Regions from separate parts of the Mus musculus genome. Here region 2 is linked to region 1. A link is a contact called in public HiCAR-type data. All regions are on one chromosome and are shown on one strand. Each heading gives the region's core, a stretch centred on a gene start, on an enhancer-like site or on the middle of the called end of the contact. The rest is flanking DNA. Distances are from core to core; before and after follow the strand shown. Region 1 overlaps Mir100hg (Mir100 Mirlet7a-2 Mir125b-1 cluster host gene). Region 2 has its middle 67 kb from the start of 1700063D05Rik.

Evidence for each region. HiCAR-type assays count read pairs that join an accessible place to other places.
Region 2: a contact with region 1 is called in a HiCAR-type map of astrocytes, with 2.1 times the contacts expected there. The contact joins two enhancer-like sites. A contact is called at or near these places in 1 of 15 datasets of contacts at CTCF or cohesin (the NIH/3T3 cell line), 3 of 484 Hi-C or Micro-C datasets (cerebellar granule neurons, embryonic stem cells and nephron progenitors), 5 of 115 datasets of contacts at active chromatin or transcription factors (astrocytes, double positive thymocytes, embryonic midbrain and 2 more) and 1 of 9 other capture datasets (embryonic stem cells).

The regions. Positions count from the first base shown.
Region 1 is chr9:41,444,714-41,449,502 of GRCm38.p6, reverse strand. The region is part of intron 3 of Mir100hg (Mir100 Mirlet7a-2 Mir125b-1 cluster host gene); the gene reads right to left. Among named protein-coding and RNA genes, the nearest start is that of Mir100hg, 71 kb to the right of the region's middle. Within about 2 kb of position 2,207, at least 118 of the 459 cell types and tissues checked have an H3K27ac peak or open chromatin away from gene starts, as enhancers often do. A contact at or near this core is called in astrocytes and forebrain, where this site is marked.
Region 2 is chr9:41,270,338-41,275,126 of GRCm38.p6, reverse strand. No RefSeq gene overlaps it. Among named protein-coding and RNA genes, the nearest start is that of 1700063D05Rik, 67 kb to the right of the region's middle. Within about 2 kb of position 1,831, at least 110 of the 459 cell types and tissues checked have an H3K27ac peak or open chromatin away from gene starts, as enhancers often do. A contact at or near this core is called in astrocytes and forebrain, where this site is marked.

The DNA of each region.
Region 1 (4,789 bases), core at 958-3,457:
TGACAGCTGAATATATTCCCTGAGTCTGCAGCTAATAACTTCCCGACCTAGGCCTCACTTGTGAGACCCACTCTTGAAACCAGACTGTGTTAGCCCCGTGGGGCTTCTATTATTGGCTAGCCGTCTCAACAGATGCAGGTCTAACCAAATCCATGTCTAATATAAGCATGAGAGTGGGAAGATGAAAGGGAAAAATGTATGTGCTAAATCACCATCCACAGACAGAGAAGTGAACACAGGACACAGGCAGCCGTCTGAAGAGAAAACACCAAAGGTCATTGTCACAGAGGTCCTCAAGGCACCGGCACTAACTCTGTCCAGCCATCATCTACAGTTGTATCATTGATCTATTCATTATTCATATTAGATATATTTGTCTGGCTGCCCTGCCTCATAAGTGTCTCTCTCTCCCCCTCCCCCCTCTCTCTCCTTCTCCTCCTTCTCTTGCTCCCTCCTTCTCCTTGTGCCCCCTCCTACCCTCCTCCTTCTCTTCCTCCTCCTCTTCCTTGTCCTCCTTCTAGACAAGGCTTCATGTATCCCAAGTTTGCTTTCTTTGAAGGTGTTAAACTTCTAGTCTTCCTTCCTCTATCTCCTAAGATCACTGGTGTGAACCACAAAGTCTGGTTTGCCTGGGGCTAGGGATGGAACCCAGGGCTTCCTCCACACTAGATGAGTGTAGACCTAGCTACATCCCTGGGCTCTCCATTGCCCTTAACTTTTGCCTTGCCTCCACAGCTTCTTATTTTATAATTTGCTTGCCTTTTTTTTTTTTTTTTTTGCCCTAAAATACAAAGTCTCATGTCTGGCTTTAGTAGATGTTCAGAATGTTTTCAATCAATTAGCACTACTGTGCCATATGTCTAGCAATGGAATGAAGCTGGGGGAGTTCTAGGATTGGAAGATTTAACAAGATTGTCTGTGGTTTGACTGTCTCGATTTCTTTCTCATTTATCTCCTTCCCCCCTCCCTTCCTCTCTCCCTCCCTTCCTCTCTCCTTCCCTTCCTTCCTTCCTTCTTTCAAATAGTGTTTTATTTGTACAGTCCAGGCTGACCTGGAATTTCAGATCCTTTACCCTAAGCCCCCAAAGTGCTAGGATTACAGGCTTGCACCACAACATCCAGCAAGATTCAGCATTTTTAGTGTAAATGCACAAGGTAAGCCCACAGCTTAGCATTTTACACACAAATGATATTACTTAGAAAGACACGATAGTGTGATTTCCATTGTACAGACTTTTTTCCAAAGGTAGAGAGAAGCTGGGAATTTGCTAACACCCTCTCATTAGCTGCCTTAAATCTAGACCAGTGTGACTCGAGGATCACATGATGCTGCCACGGCATGGCCGAGGTCATTGTTCATCCATTTACTGCAGTGCTGGATTTGAATTCGGGGCTTCATGCATGCTAGGCAAGCTCTCGGTCACTGAACTACACTCCAGCCCTTCATCATATTCACGCCACTGCACCAATAAGAACACAGTTCGTCAAAATTCTAATGGGTGCATACCATAGCCATCCCCAAAGGAAACCCAAATGAGCATTTGAAAAAAGAATCCAGGTTCTCTTAACCCTGGTATTTTTTTTAAGTGGTCTTCACATCTTGCTTTCTTCCTTTCTGTTTCCATTTCATGCTGTTCCCCTCTGCTTTGTAGTCAGGAAGATGGAAAACAGCTGGTACCGTTTCCTAGCAGATAATCCTTCTTGGACTGGGGGAAAAAAATGCCTGTGACATCGTCTCAACTTCCTTCCCTCTGGCAGAAGACATGGCAGCGTGCCTCCTAGAGGGAAGGCTGTCCTCTCTCATAGGCTCCTCTACCCAGACAGGATCACAGCTGTCGGCAGGGAGCACTGGTAAGAACGCCAGCAGGACTGGATAATCCATGGGCAGATGCTCCTGGACCCAAGGATGCACGCTGCAACCAGGCACCAGAGCAAAGAAACTAAGAGTGTTTAAACAGGAATAAACGAGACTGGAAATCATGCGCCCTCCATCGTCTGCCGTCCCCACTGTCCTGCAGATACCTCCTGAGCCCCCGGACAGGGGTTAGGGGATAAAAATGAGGCAGGAAGGTCATGACAGCTGCTAGTTGGGGAAAACCAGGGATTGGCAAGCAGCCTCCTTCTGCTGGCATCAGGGGAACAAGGGAGCTGCCGGGAGAAGCATAAAAACACAGAAGCAGGGAGCCTTTCAAAGGAGAATGTCAAAGGCTTGGAGCCTGGTAGCTGAGGAAAACCTTGCCAAATGTTACAGAGAAAACAGGAAAGCTTTTGAGGCTCTGCATTCTGGGGTCATAGAACAATGAAAAAGGAAGTTTCAGAGGAAAATAACAAGCACTGTCAAGCTCGCTCCAGCCTCACAAAATCCTTCTGCCATTCTTACCGAAAGCAGAGGGAGGAAAAAAAAAAAAAAAAAAAAAAACCCTAACCTCCAGCCAGTGGGCTCAGTCCCATACCACAGCCCCTTCCCTGTGGCATGCTGGGCAGGAAGGGCCATGATGTGGCCTGCTCCCTGGAGACTAGAACAGAACATTTCCAGAACAAAGCCCGTGCAGTTACCTGAAGATCAAAGTTCATTCTTAATAAGGGGACTGTTGGAGGGGGCTGAGAGAGCAATCAATGTTGCCCTGCATTCCATTAAAAAAGGATTATGGGCTGTCTAACCAGGTAGGCAGTGTACTGTGTGAACTGAAATTTGTCCTTTGGAGGGGGTGTGGCAAAACAAAAGCCTGAGGAGACACAAACAACCACTGTTCAGAGCAGCAGGTTAGTGGCATGCTATCTGTGTTTGTGCGTCTGTGCAGGGAGTGTGCAGTATCTTCTGCTGTTGCTAAGATGGTTTCCCCCTTCACCGGCGTCTCACCCAATCAGAAGGTAGCTGCTCCTTATTGGTTGCCTGGTGTTATCGAATGACCATGACGAGCTGGAGTCAAGCCCACCTCATTGGTTTATTCCGATGGCCCATTGTCAGGGGACAGCAAATCAGACACCTAATCAATATTTTGTGAAGTGGCACTAGACTCCTGATGAAATTTGCATTAAATTTCTCCCTGTCTGTGCCTTTGCTCTCAGATAAGCATCATATTAACTTCAGTGATAGAGAGAGAGGCAACCGATCAAACCCTGCCGTCCTTCAGCCATTTTGGACTTATTCCTGAATCTAGGCCGGCATTGTGGAATACTAAATATGGAACGGAGGAATTGGTTACAAGCAAAATGCAGATCTCCCAAGCAGAAACATATTCAACCTGTCTAGAATGGTGATAGCCTTTCCAGATAATAAAATACTGAGTTTCCTCTTTCTTCCCTCCATCCTTCTGTCCCTCCCCTCCTTCATTTGTTTCTTCCAAAAGGATGAGCCAGGTTTGATAGTGACTCTGGATAGACATCATTGTGCCAGATGGGAAATGCCTTCTTGAGGGTGGGGGGTGGGGTGTTCCATAGCAAAGTGGTGTCCCTGAGAGCTAGGGTTCAAAACATTTTAATCTTTCTACCTCTGAACAAATCACTGGAAAGAGACAGAACTTCAGCTCTCCAAATGGGTGCCTTCCTGTGAGAGAACTAGATTCTGAGCCAAGCTTTGGTCTAGTGACCAGTGTTCTCCTGCTTCCTACAAGAATCACTATGAAATATGGGAGCAGGCAGAGTGGCTAGGTGTCTTAAGGAAGAGAAAGGGAGCAAGTATGCCCTGTGTTGCATAAAGAACACAGATACAAACAGGAAAATAAAAATCCCCGGAGCTCGTGTCTCTAGCTGCATATATATCAGAAGATGGTCTAGTCAGCCATCAGTGGAAAGAGAGGCCCATTGGTCGTGCAAACTTTATATGCCTCAGTACAAGGGAACACCAGGGGCAAGAAGTGGGAGTGGGAGGGTGGGGGAGTGGGTGGGGGAGCGTGTGGGGGACTTTTGGGATAGCATTGGAAATGTAAATAAAATAAATACCTAACTAAAAAATTTTGAAAAAAAAAGAAAAACAATGGAAACATTGGTCTTCCTACTATAATCAACATTTCATGTACAAGTTAATTGATAATAGTTATGCCTATGAAAGAAAGTAAACTTGCATTTAAATTTGTAAAAAAAAAAAAATCCCCACGGTCTTCCACCTACCACTGAGAAGCTAAAATGTCTACATGCCTATTTTCAGTTCTCTGTGCCTCCTGCCTGTTGCAACCAGCAGAGTCTGTTTGTCCAACAAACTTCCTCTTCCTTTACCTACCTGATCCCTTCATCATTTCCTCAAAAAATCTCCTGAAATCTATGCCTTACTTTAAGACAGCATTAACTTTTCAACTCTATTCTGTTTTCTAATCATTTCCAACATTATTAAAAAATACACTGCAAATTTATTACAGCACACACAAAGACACACACAGAGATACCACCAAGTTAAAAGAAAACCCCACACTGGTACCACTATGTTGATTATTAAAGCCAAAAGCATTCTGGATGTGTTACTCTGGGCTTCTTGATCCATTCTAGCTTTTCCCCTGGAATTACCTGGGTAGCCTATGACCAAGCAACACAAAGGTCAATGTAGATTCAACCTCAACGCTTGATCACCAGGCCTACAACCAGCATGTCTCCTGCATTTCATCATTGTTCTAATATCCCTGAGTATTACCCACATCACCTTTGAGTTTCTCTGCTCTCCAACCCCACACACAGTAAAACTCTGGAAAGAACTGCATTCAGTATTTATTTCTGACAATGTGATAAATGAATGCCCCAGCCTAAGCAACTTAAGGGAGGAAGGAGTTTTATCTCATCTAAAAGCACCACGTTTCAG
Region 2 (4,789 bases), core at 582-3,081, 170 kb after region 1:
ACAAAAACAAAATAGAGAAAGGAAGAAAAAAATCATCAACCTCATAATGCCACCTTTGATCCACCCTAGACATAAAAAAGTCAACCACCTACTTTATCAGTTCAAAGTCGATTAAAAGTTATAATAATTAACACCACCTTCCATAATGTCCCACAATGCACCTCGTGCAGCCAGCTCCCTGACACCCATCTCTTCAGAGGCTTTTTTTGGGGGGGGGGAACTAAGGGGAGGCATGTTGGTTGGTGGATGGAACAGAGATGTAAGCATTAAAAATTACTGAATATGGGTGGCAGTGGGGCACACCTTTAATCCCAGCACTCTGGAGGCAGAGGCAGGAAGATCTCAAAATTCCAGACCAACTACAGAGTGAGTTCCAGGACTGGGCTCCACAGAGAAATCCTTGGGGCTGGAGTGGGAGGGGCGATACTGAATGGAAGTCACGTGGGTAGCAGTGCTCCTTCTACAAAACCACAGCATCATTCCTTTGTTTGTCTTTAAAAGTCGGTTTGTTTGTGTTTCACATATTCATTACAAACTCCTTTAGGGCAAACCTGAATGTATTTTTTGATTGCACTTTTTCACTGGTGGCGACTAACACTGAAACACAAAGGTATCTGTGATAAATGAATGATTGATTGAGCAGATGAATGAATGAATGAATGAATGAATGAATGAATGAATGAATGAATGAATGAATGACGAAAGCCAGGAGATGTGAATTCTCTTACATTGGGAAGAAACCTGTGCAGCACTTCCCAGAGTACCTGTCTCTCAGCCAAGAGCATCTCTCTCCTGTGGACAAGGAACTTGAGGAATCAGCCCTGCCAACTTTCCAGCAGGTGCTTCCATGATCTGAAAGGACCAGAGTACTCCATGCCTGGTGTGAGGACTTCACAAGCATTTGCACACACAAGCAGCTCACTAAGTTCGGCTCAGGTGGCTAAAATCCAATTTTTACTCCAGGGACAACTCGCCTACTTAAGTTGACTGAAAGCACCCGGCAAACCACCTACCGAAACCCTCCCCTTTGTCCCTGTCGGTGTGCAGATGATTCGCCAAAGTGTACACACCCCAAATTTATACAGTGTGCCTCAAGATGTCCTTTGTAAGAGGGAGTCGCTGGGAAAACAGCACTTTACAAAAGAGAGCATCAGTCTAGGGGAGGTCCAGCGATGCGGCTGTAGCAGCTCCTGCCACCTCGCAGAGTTCCTAGATAATAGTTCTTTTTTGTCTCCTTCCCTTCTTAAGTCGGTGCAGGGTGGGGTCGGTGGAGGCGAGGGGGATCCAGTCGTTAAAATCTATCTGAGACGCCTACTTGGAGTTCTCTGGGATTTGTGAAAATTTGAGCCTTTCCTAAACAACAAAGAAATCAAGATTCTGGGAAAAGCCCACGCCCCTCTAAGGCTGCTGGTGTGAAATAGAATCGCACCGGGCAATGTTAGCTAGCCATATTACTCTGCGAAGGTGCTCGCAGCTGCAAAGCCTTACAGAAGGAAAGCTGCAGGGCTGGGACCCCACGTCCAGGGGGAGAGCTGGGGCCTCGATGCAGGGGGATGCCCAGACATCGGCCCCGCCCCCATCCCTCCCTCCCTCCCTCCCAGTGGTCATGGCTGAGCAGCCTCGGGTCCGGGTTAAACAAAGAGACTGGTGTGCCTTAGCGGGGTAAAAATCTTTCTTCTCCCTTCGTGCAATAGGTGATATGTAGTAAATTAATAACAGAAAATACCGTAGCCAAAAAATATGGCAGTATTAGAGATCTGGCCCCTTCCTGCTCTTCCATGTCCCTCCCTGACTGCCTTGCAGCTCAGCAACCAGGACCAGACAGCCACCCCCCCCCTCCCTCCTTAGCCATCATTCCCCGCCCCCTTCAAAACTCTTTTATTATCAGTTGAGTCACGTCTCCTGCCAAGCAAAAGGTCATTTCAGGTCATCTTGGAGACGAAAGGACGGGATAATACATTTGAAGGTGCTGGAATTGGCAAGTCCGCGTGTATATATGTATATGTATATATATATATATATATGAGTAAGGGAGAGGGAGAGAGAGAGAGAGAGAGAGAGAGAGAGAGAGAGAGAGAGAGAGAGAGAGAGAGAGAGAGAGAGAGAGAGGTGCCAGCATGCTCAACTCTGCCAGGAAGAGAAGAAATATTTCAAGGCATGACAGGGGCAGCTAGCTGCCCAATCTGTAGCTAATTCCTTATAAAAATAAGAATGTGGTTTATAATTGTGTGCTGCCTGAAGGGTCATTAAAGTTTCTAATTGTTCTCATCCAGTATCTCTTTTCTGGCCATTCATCAGAGAAAGGGTTGCAAAAGTGTTTGTTGTGGAAAGGAAGTGGGGGTGGGGGCCCGTTGTGGGGAGAGGGCAGACTGGGACCTGGAGTAGACTGACTGCGTGGCACTTTCAGGATTTTAGAACCACAAGAGGAAAGCGGACAGCGTGTTTAAGAGTCTCCACAGCACGCACCGGTTGCTTTGTTTTGAGATGAGGAAAGCAAAATTTGCAAATAGTATTTTTCTATGCTGTTTACAAGGACTTTCTCCTCCTCCCCCTTCCTCCTCCTCCCCCTTTCTCTTCCTCCTCCTCCTAAAGAAGATGTCTTCTAACTTTTCTGAGTTGTTAATTCAGTATTATTTCAATAAAGACAATTAGCAGCCTCTGAATTCTCACCAAATACATTTTTTTCCTTCCTTTCCATTCCCACTGCAGTATTTGAATGCCCTGGATTGGCTTCACAGTTTTTTCTAAGAAACAAGAACTACTCTTCTTACTCTTCTTCCTTCCTCCTCTTCCTCTTCCTCTTCCTCTTCCTCTTCCTCTTCCTCTTCCTCCTCCTCCTCCTCCTCCTCCTCCTCCTCCTCCTCCTTCTTCTTCTTCTTCTTCTTCTTCTTCTTCTTCTTCTTCTTCTTCTTCTTCTTCTTCTTCTTCTTCTGTTTTTATTTTAAATAAGACACATGCCAACAGCAATGTGTCCAGGGAGCTAGAGGTTTGGGTAATAAATTATTTGCTCCCACATTCCAAAGTATCTTACATGGAAAGTCCCCATCCACCCTACCTCCCACCAATGGCCTCTATTCCTCCCTGTCTTACTAGCTGTCCTGGTTTGCTTTCTGTTGCTGTAATAAAATACTGACCAAATGCAACTTGGGGAGAAAGGTGGTTCACTTTATCATAAACTATACAATCCATCATGAGGGAACCAGAAGCAGAACCCATAATGAATGCTGCTTAAACTGGCTTGCTTCCAAGATCACCTCCAGCTCCCTATCTTATACCCAGGACCACCTGCCCAAGGGTAGCATGGCCCACAGAGAACTAGCCCCGCCACCACTACCTTCCATCAATTAACAATCAAAAATATATATATTCCCACAGACACATAACCAGCCAATTTGGTGGAGGCAATTCCTCAAGTGAGGTTTCCTCTTCTTGGGTGTCTCAAGTTTGTGACCAAACACACTAGCCAAGTTCCATCTACCATTCCCTATTCAAACCATACCCAAAGATGTTACCTGGAGGAGCTTTTTAGAAACCACCAGTTAAAGGTAGGCTGGTGAGTGACTGGGTCTGTCATAGTAAAAACAAAGAGATAGCATGACCTTTTTGCCTGGACTCAGCCCATCCTGAAGCCTCTCCATGGGAAGTATCTTCTAGCATCCGGGCTCCACATATCTCTCAGTCATCTCCCTCTATGCTTACTCTCCCACTGCAGGAAAAGCACATTGGCTGAAGCTGCACCACCTCACCTGTTGTTGGTGTCACGTGTTTCTGAGAAACGAAATCATTTGTGTCTCTGTTGTAGCTGTTGAGCACAGAAACCTCAGTTTTCTAGATGTTTGAAAAGAACAGGTTACGTCTATAGGAAAGTGATTACTGTGTAGAATGGCAGAAATAGTAAACAACCAGCTGTGGATATGGGGACAAGATTCTTGGCTTTAGCTAAAGTTGGCTGGACAATGAGTGTTACCCACAAGTGTTTGAAGATTGGCTGGTACTTATCACACAAAGTCAGCAGCTACATGCACTCACATGTAACTAGAAAGATCTCTCGGGCAACTGTTGATTTCCTACCAGTCAGAAGCTCCATGCAGGAAGGCCCTGCAGCAAATCTGAAGACGAAGCATGGGCCTCATCACTACCACAGCCTTGACAAAGATACTCTCCCGGCACATTGCTATTGATGGCATTCATTTTCCACAAGAGTTAAACAAAAATACATCCTCATGGTCTTATCTACCTAGAGTATAGGAAGAGCCTAAAGGTTGACTGGGAGTTCCACAAGACTTGAAATAAAAGCAAGCATTTTCCAGAACACTCGGGGGAAAGAATAGAAGGAAGAGCTTCAAAATTCATGAAATGATCACCACTGTGTGTTACACACTACACTTAAACGTACCTGGGGAATGGGTACCATTACATCCTTTACCAATGAGGAAGCTGGTGGTCGAGATCAGTAACTTGGACAAAGCCATGTGTCTAACAGGAGAAGGAAGCAGCTTGAAGTAATTGAGAAGGCTTCCTTCTGGAGACCCAGCTTCACTTCATGCATGTTTACTTGCAAATGAATGTGTGCTGTAAAAGTGTCACTGTGTTATATGAAGAAATTAAGATTCAAGGAATGGATGTTCCAAGTCACAGACCTAAGAAATGAAGGTGCCAAAACTGGAAATCACCTCAATCTGGTTCTCATGGGTTTTTTTTTCCCCATTCATTTGAGATAGAAAACTGAAAGATTAGTTCTCAGCCCTGTTCCCAATGTGGTGCTACACCAAATATCTCCTTTCTTAGA